Linked DNA regions of Mus musculus: region 1 is linked to region 2. Evidence: chromatin contacts called from public promoter capture Hi-C data. All regions are on one chromosome and are shown on one strand. Each heading gives the region's core, a stretch centred on a gene start, on an enhancer-like site or on the middle of the called end of the contact. The rest is flanking DNA. Distances are from core to core; before and after follow the strand shown. Region 1 holds the start of Chek1 (checkpoint kinase 1). Region 2 holds the start of 1700012B09Rik (RIKEN cDNA 1700012B09 gene).

Region 1 (3,159 bases), core at 135-2,634, about 22 Mb before region 2:
AAACCCTGTCTCAAAAAACCAAAAAAAAAAAAAAAAAAAAAAGACTAAATCAACCTCTTGTAGATTTCAGAATATACACAGGAAATCACAAAGAAATGGAAATAATCTAATAGCTTGTTTTTAATTACACGAACCCTAAACTGATAACATGGTTTAAGTTTAAACATTTCCAGGTTAGATTTCATGGAGTTGGAGATGTAGCTCAGAGGCAATGCACTTGACTAGCCAGCACATGGTTTCATTGTTTCCTTATTTTTTGTATCCAAGTCCCTTTTCTTAGAATTGACATTTCTCTATTATGAGACTTTTGTATGCTTGGCAGGCATTCTACCATTATGCCATAAGTCTAGCCTAGTTAAGGAATATTGATTGTGCTCCCCAACCCACCTCCTTTTTTTTTTTTAGATAAGATCACACACACTCACACACCCTTGGCTCAGGCTGACCAACCTGAATCACTTTCCCTGGCTCAACCTCCCTAGACTGAGGTTATAGATGAGTCACCATTAAGTCTACTTTGCTGTTTGTTTTTTCTTGAAAGCGAGCATCTTGGTTGGGTATCTCCTGCTTTATCTCTATAGTGTGGTGGGCCACCGTGCTTGTTTAAGAAAGCTAGTACAGGCAAATAGTCGTGTGTCCCCCCCCCCCCAAAAAAAAAAAAAAGATTTAACTGGTTCTGGAGCCTCCTGTTCAGGCAATATTGGTGACTCTCACTGCACTTTCCCCTCACACATCCGCGGCGATGTGGTTTTTTTTCCCCTTCGTTTTTTTTTTTTTTTTTTTGGTAAGACTAACCCTGTATAACTCGGATTGCCTTGAACTCAAGATCTTCTTGCTTACGCTTCCCAAGTTCTAGGTCTACAAGCATGCACCACCACACTTGCTTTCCTTCGTTTTTTTTTTTTTTTTTTTTCAGAATTCCAGCAGCAGTTGCTAGCTTCTCAATTCGAATACTAAGGGGGGCACAATTGAGTTTACAGAGCACTCTGTGTCGCTTAGTTTGAGCCTTCCTCCCTGGGGCTCCGAGGTCAAGAGCAGGTCGGTTTACGTACTTAACGGTGCAGCCTTTGCAGGCTCTGAGTGGCAGGGAACCTGGGTTCTTGGCCCAACTGGTGGCGCAGTCTGGATGGAGGCTTCGGTGCCTCTGTGGAGCAACGTAAGGCGTGGCACACGCCCCGTGCCATTTCCATTTCATTCGGACTCAGAGATCAGTTCTCACCAAAGCAGTCGTCAATACCAAATCTGGTCAGCTTGTGTCTTAACTACGGCCACATCAGAATTTCAGCCAGTATTAGAAGGAAGGGTCCTTGCGCGGTCGGTCTACTGAAGTCGCTCCTCTGCAGAGCCTGGGATAGGACAACGCGCGCCGGCCCGCTTTACGGCAGAGGTGTGCGCTTTTGCGACAGCATGACGCAAGCAGGTTTTGGCGGGAAAAGCTGTGCATTTGGATTCCTGTGGCAGCTGGCAAAGGACTGCTTGGTGAGAAGGGCGTCCTGAACAGTGGGAAAGAACTCCAGCAAAGGACCCAGAGGGCTTGTTTAGTGTGGACGGGCGCGGGGAGGGAGTGGTCCAGACTAGCAGAGAGGTGGGAGGGCCGCCCGGAGCCCGGGCTGGAGCGGGTGGCCCGTGGCTCTCCAGCATAAAGGGACCAGAGCGATTGTAAGGCTCCGGGGTTCGCATGCTTTCCCGGCTCTAGGGGTCCCTGCCTCCCGCTTCTCTCCGCGGCTTGGCCCCGCCCTGTTCCCTCCCGGTGCTGGGGACACGTGCCGTTGGGGTGGGAATTGGAAGTGAGCGGGTGGGAGGAGGGGCTGCTCTGGCAGTAATTACCGTAGTTACACCCAGCTGCTCCCCACCCCCGCACCCTGACCTGCCCGCAACTCCCTTTCCGGATCATTCACCCGAAAGCTCTTGTCTTGCAACCCTGGAGCCAAGCAAGTGCTCAGTTTTGCATAAAGGCGGACGGAGGACAAACGTGGAAACAGGATTTGTGATAAACAGGACAAAATGTTCAAGTTCAGTATTATGACGTGGGTAAATATGGTTCAGATGTAAGATGAAAAGAAAGTCGTGCGGAATCATAGCAGGAGACATGGCTCAGTGGCATTACAGGTGATGAGAGTTTACACTCATCCCCAGTATTTTCTGGGATCCTGCATTTTACAGTCGCTGTGCTTGGAGTCATGGCAGTGCCTTTTGTGGAAGACTGGGATTTGGTGCAAACTTTGGGAGAAGGTGCCTATGGAGAGTAAGTTTGAGTCCTCATTTTAATTTTTTATTGCAGTGTGTGTCTGTCTGTCTGTCTGTCTGTCTGTCGTGCTATGGTGCGTGCACCTGTGGAGGTCAGAAGACAACTTGCAGGAGCTGGTTCTGTTGAAGGTTTGGAGGGATCATTAGGCCTGACAGCAAGAGGCTTAACCTGCCTGGCCATTACCATGGTCTTCCTAATTTAAATATTACCTGTTTGTTTGCTTTAGTTTTCCACCTGTTGTCTGAGTACACACTTTAAAAAAAGTCCTTTATTTCAAGTGGCAAAGAGCATGGATATTCGCATTTGTACATCAAGGCTCTGAGTGAGTGAAGCACATCCACACCTGTTCCTCCTCTTTTGTGATGGTAGACATTGAACCTAGTGCATCACTCATGCTGGGCTTATGCTCTGCCATGAGCTACATTTCTAGGCCTGTAAAACACCAAATTTCTTCTTACATTTGTTTTTGTTCAGATCAAAATCTTGTTAAATTGCCTAGGTTGGCCTTGAACTTGTACACTGTAGCCTCCCAGGTAGGTATGACAAGCCTGTGCTTGACGGTCCAATTTCTTTTCTTTCTTTTTTTTTTTTAATTTTACTTTTATAAAATTTTCTTTTATAAAAGAATTGTTTTCCTAACAAATCATGTGTCTTAGAATTTTAAATGAGATAATGAAAAGACCCTGGCGGCATCCTGCCTAATTTCAGATCTCCACACTCAGCTGATCCTGGTTGTATTTGTGTTCTTTTTTTTTTTTTTTTGGTTTTTTGAGACAGGGTTTCTCTGTATAGCCCTGGCTGTCCTGGAGCTCACTTTGTAGACCAGGCTGGCCTCGAACTCAGAAATCCGCCTGCCTCTGTCTCCCGAGTGCTGGGATTAAAGGCATGTGCCACCACGCCTGGCTGTATTT
Region 2 (3,006 bases), core at 294-2,793:
TGACTTGATTCCTCACACTCTTAATAGCTGACTTCAATCAAGAGACTCTCTTAATTTTTATGTTCTCTAACTTATCATTTTCTTATGGTTAATGCCTTTTGTTGTTTGTATAAGAAATTGTTCCTAACTTCAGGGTCATGCCATGTTCAATAGTTATCGCCTAGAAGTCTTGGTGCTTCACCTTTATGGCCATGATCCATCTTAATCTGCTTGTGGTGGTTTGAACTTGCTTGGCCTCTGGGGAGTGGTAATGTTAAGAGTGGCTTTGTTGGAGGAAGTGTGTCACTGTGTGTCACTGTGTGTCACTGTGTGTCACTGTGTGGGCTTTAGAGGGTTCCTCCCATGCTCAGGCTCCTCCCATTGCAGAAGAGGCCCTCCTCCTAGATGCCTGGAAGATAGTCTTCTCCTGACTGCCTTTGGATCAAGATGTAGAACTTTCAGCTCCTTCTCCAGCACCATGCCTAAATGCTGCCATGCTTCCTATTACGATGATAATGGACTCTCTGAGTCTGGAAGCCAGCCTCAATGAAGTGTTTGCCTTTACATGACTTACCTTGGTCATGGTGCCTCATAGCAATGGAAACCCTAAGACGCTGCTGTTTGAGTTTACTGTTCACTAGAAGTCAAGGTTCAAGTTTTTTCCAGATGAGCAACCACTTCATCTAATTCCACTGCTTAATAGTTTCTTCCCTCTATTATATCTGGTGCTCATATAGTTAGGTCAGTTTCTAGACGATTCTACTCCACTTATGTGGTTAAATGATTGCACATTTTACAGGAAATTATCAATCAAAAATGAAAGTGGTTGGCACTAGGGTACAGTAGACATATTGTGGAGGGTGTCTCCTGAATTTGTTTAATTGTTTTTTTTTTTTTTAAAAACCCTGTAGAATTATTTAACTTTATAAGATAATGCACATTTAATTTTTGTAAAATCTCAGTGCCACTTTTTTAATGACTGCAAAAAAGAGAGACGGAGGTAACCACTGCTTTGAACAAAATCTCGATTTTCAGACTCACATTTCCAATTCTGTGGGTTTGTCACCTGAAAAATCGGTGATTTTGTGAGCTGTCATAGACTATGGGTACGAAAATCCTTGTAAACTAACTACAGCTATTTAGTAACTTACAGCCCAAACTTGTGAATTTTCAACATGAATTGGTTGAGAATCATGTCCAAGTCTAGATGTGACTGGTAAAGCACTGTATGGAATGAGTGACTAGTGGGGAATTTCTGGTCCTGTTCCTGTGGCCCACCCTAACACTCACCCGGACGTGGTGACCAAATCTTTGAGGCTTCGGAGTCTTTGCTGAATCACGCATGTGACAGTTGTGTGGCCTCGGGCTCTTTTCCAAACCTTTGTGACTCTCAGCTATACAACTGAAGCATCTCTCTTGAGAAAGCTGGGGCCTTTCCGTGGGGTCTGTAGCTAAGGAATTAAGGCTCCTGCTAGCAGGTAGGCTGTTGCCTGCACCCAGGGCCTGTGGGAAATTGGCAGAGCCCTGGAGGCCCGGAGCATCTGCGGTCACTATGACAACCTCAGACGCCTTGCGTTCCAGAGCAGCCGGTGGCGGAGTTGAGAGGCCGTGGAGACCCCGGTGGCATGAGGCGGCAGGAGGCGCTGGCAGGGACAGCCTCAGAGGCGGGCCGCGAAGGGGAGCAGCCTAGGCCGGCAGGGCTGGGGTGCCGCACCCGTGCTGAGCCTGGTGGCCCCCAAGAGTCTCGCCAACAATGTGAGTTCAGCTTCACCTTCAAACCTTGGCAGTGGTGGGACCAGTGACAACAAGGCGGGGGAGGGGGGGAGACCCCAAAGTGGAGCTAGCTGGAGTACTTAAGGTTTCTGGGGGAGAACTGGAGAGCTGCTGTTTGCAGGTAAGAATAGTAGCAGAAAGCTACTGTGACAGCAGGGACAGACATGGAGGGATGGGGAACAGCTTAGGCCCTCAGGATCTCCTCGGGCCAACGTCTATGTAGGAGACTATCTTCCCTTCACCAAGAATTCCTGAGCCCAAGGGCTGGATATCATCCTCAACTGAGTTGAGTTGGTCGATAACAGCATTGCTTTTTAAAGGAACCATGAATACATTACCCCAGAGGTATGTATCTAATGGTGTTGGGGATAGAGCTTGGTGGTATACCACTTGTCTAGGACCTCCAGGACCTGGGTTCACTCCCTCCTACTTGTCTGAGATGCAGGGTAAGAACCACTCACCCCTCACAAGGCATCCTTCATTTCCCAGATCATAAAACCAAGGCGCAGAGCAGGGGGAAGGAGATGAAGTCAGCCAGGGCTGGCAAAATACTTAAAACCCTTCAACAATCACCTCCAGCAGTCCAAACCCCCAAATCACTACCTGGGTTAGAATTTCACATGCAATCTTTCTTATGTCCTCTGCCCATGGAATATGCAAACAATATTCAAATCAGTAAAGACTGTCTTGAGGCAGTTGTAACTATATTTCTAACAGGTTTGTAGCGTCCTGTACCTGATCCTTTAGCAGCTGGTGAGGGAGATGGATGAAAACACAGGGCCAAGGAGGAGTGCAAACAGCTTCCAGGGCTGCTCAGAGCCTCCTTGATTGCCTCTCTGGGGACTAACAGGAGCATCTGGCGGCTCCCGCTGCTTGCGCCCTCTTCTCTCTCTCTCTCTCTCTCTCTCTCTCTCTCTCTCTCTCTCTCTCTCTCTCTCTCTCTCTCTCTCTCTCGTGTGTGTATGTGTGTGTATGGTGTGCGCATGTATGAAGGCCAGAGGACAACTCCAGCTCTCTTTTCTCAGGTTTAAGTTTCACTGAGAAAATATGTACTACTGATCTTGAAGTTTTCGTGCAGGATAGGCTAGAATGGCTGGATGACTGGCTGTCTGGCCTGGGACTCCAGGGATCAATCTGCCACCACACCAGGCTTTTCTTATTATAAGACATAAATAATTATATTAGCCCACAGGCAACTGTGAAATAAACACAGGCAAAATGGTCAGGTGCATTATAAAAAATCAGCACCAATTG

Evidence for each region. Promoter capture Hi-C pulls out the DNA fragments that hold promoters and counts their contacts.
Region 1: a promoter capture Hi-C map of frontonasal cranial neural crest shows a contact between it and region 2. The contact joins the promoter of Chek1 here to the promoter of 1700012B09Rik in region 2. A contact is called at or near these places in 3 of 39 promoter capture datasets (cranial neural crest, frontonasal cranial neural crest and maxillary cranial neural crest) and 1 of 9 other capture datasets (pancreatic islet).

Annotation. Positions count from the first base shown.
Region 1 is chr9:36,724,883-36,728,041 of GRCm38.p6, reverse strand. It overlaps Chek1 (checkpoint kinase 1), which reads left to right and starts at 1,384. Exons shown (of 13, transcript NM_007691.5): 1 at 1,384-1,479; 2 at 2,164-2,245. The coding sequence starts at 2,181.
Region 2 is chr9:14,769,567-14,772,572 of GRCm38.p6, reverse strand. 1700012B09Rik (RIKEN cDNA 1700012B09 gene) reads left to right here and starts at 1,543. Exons shown (of 4, transcript NM_029306.3): 1 at 1,543-1,734. The coding sequence starts at 1,605.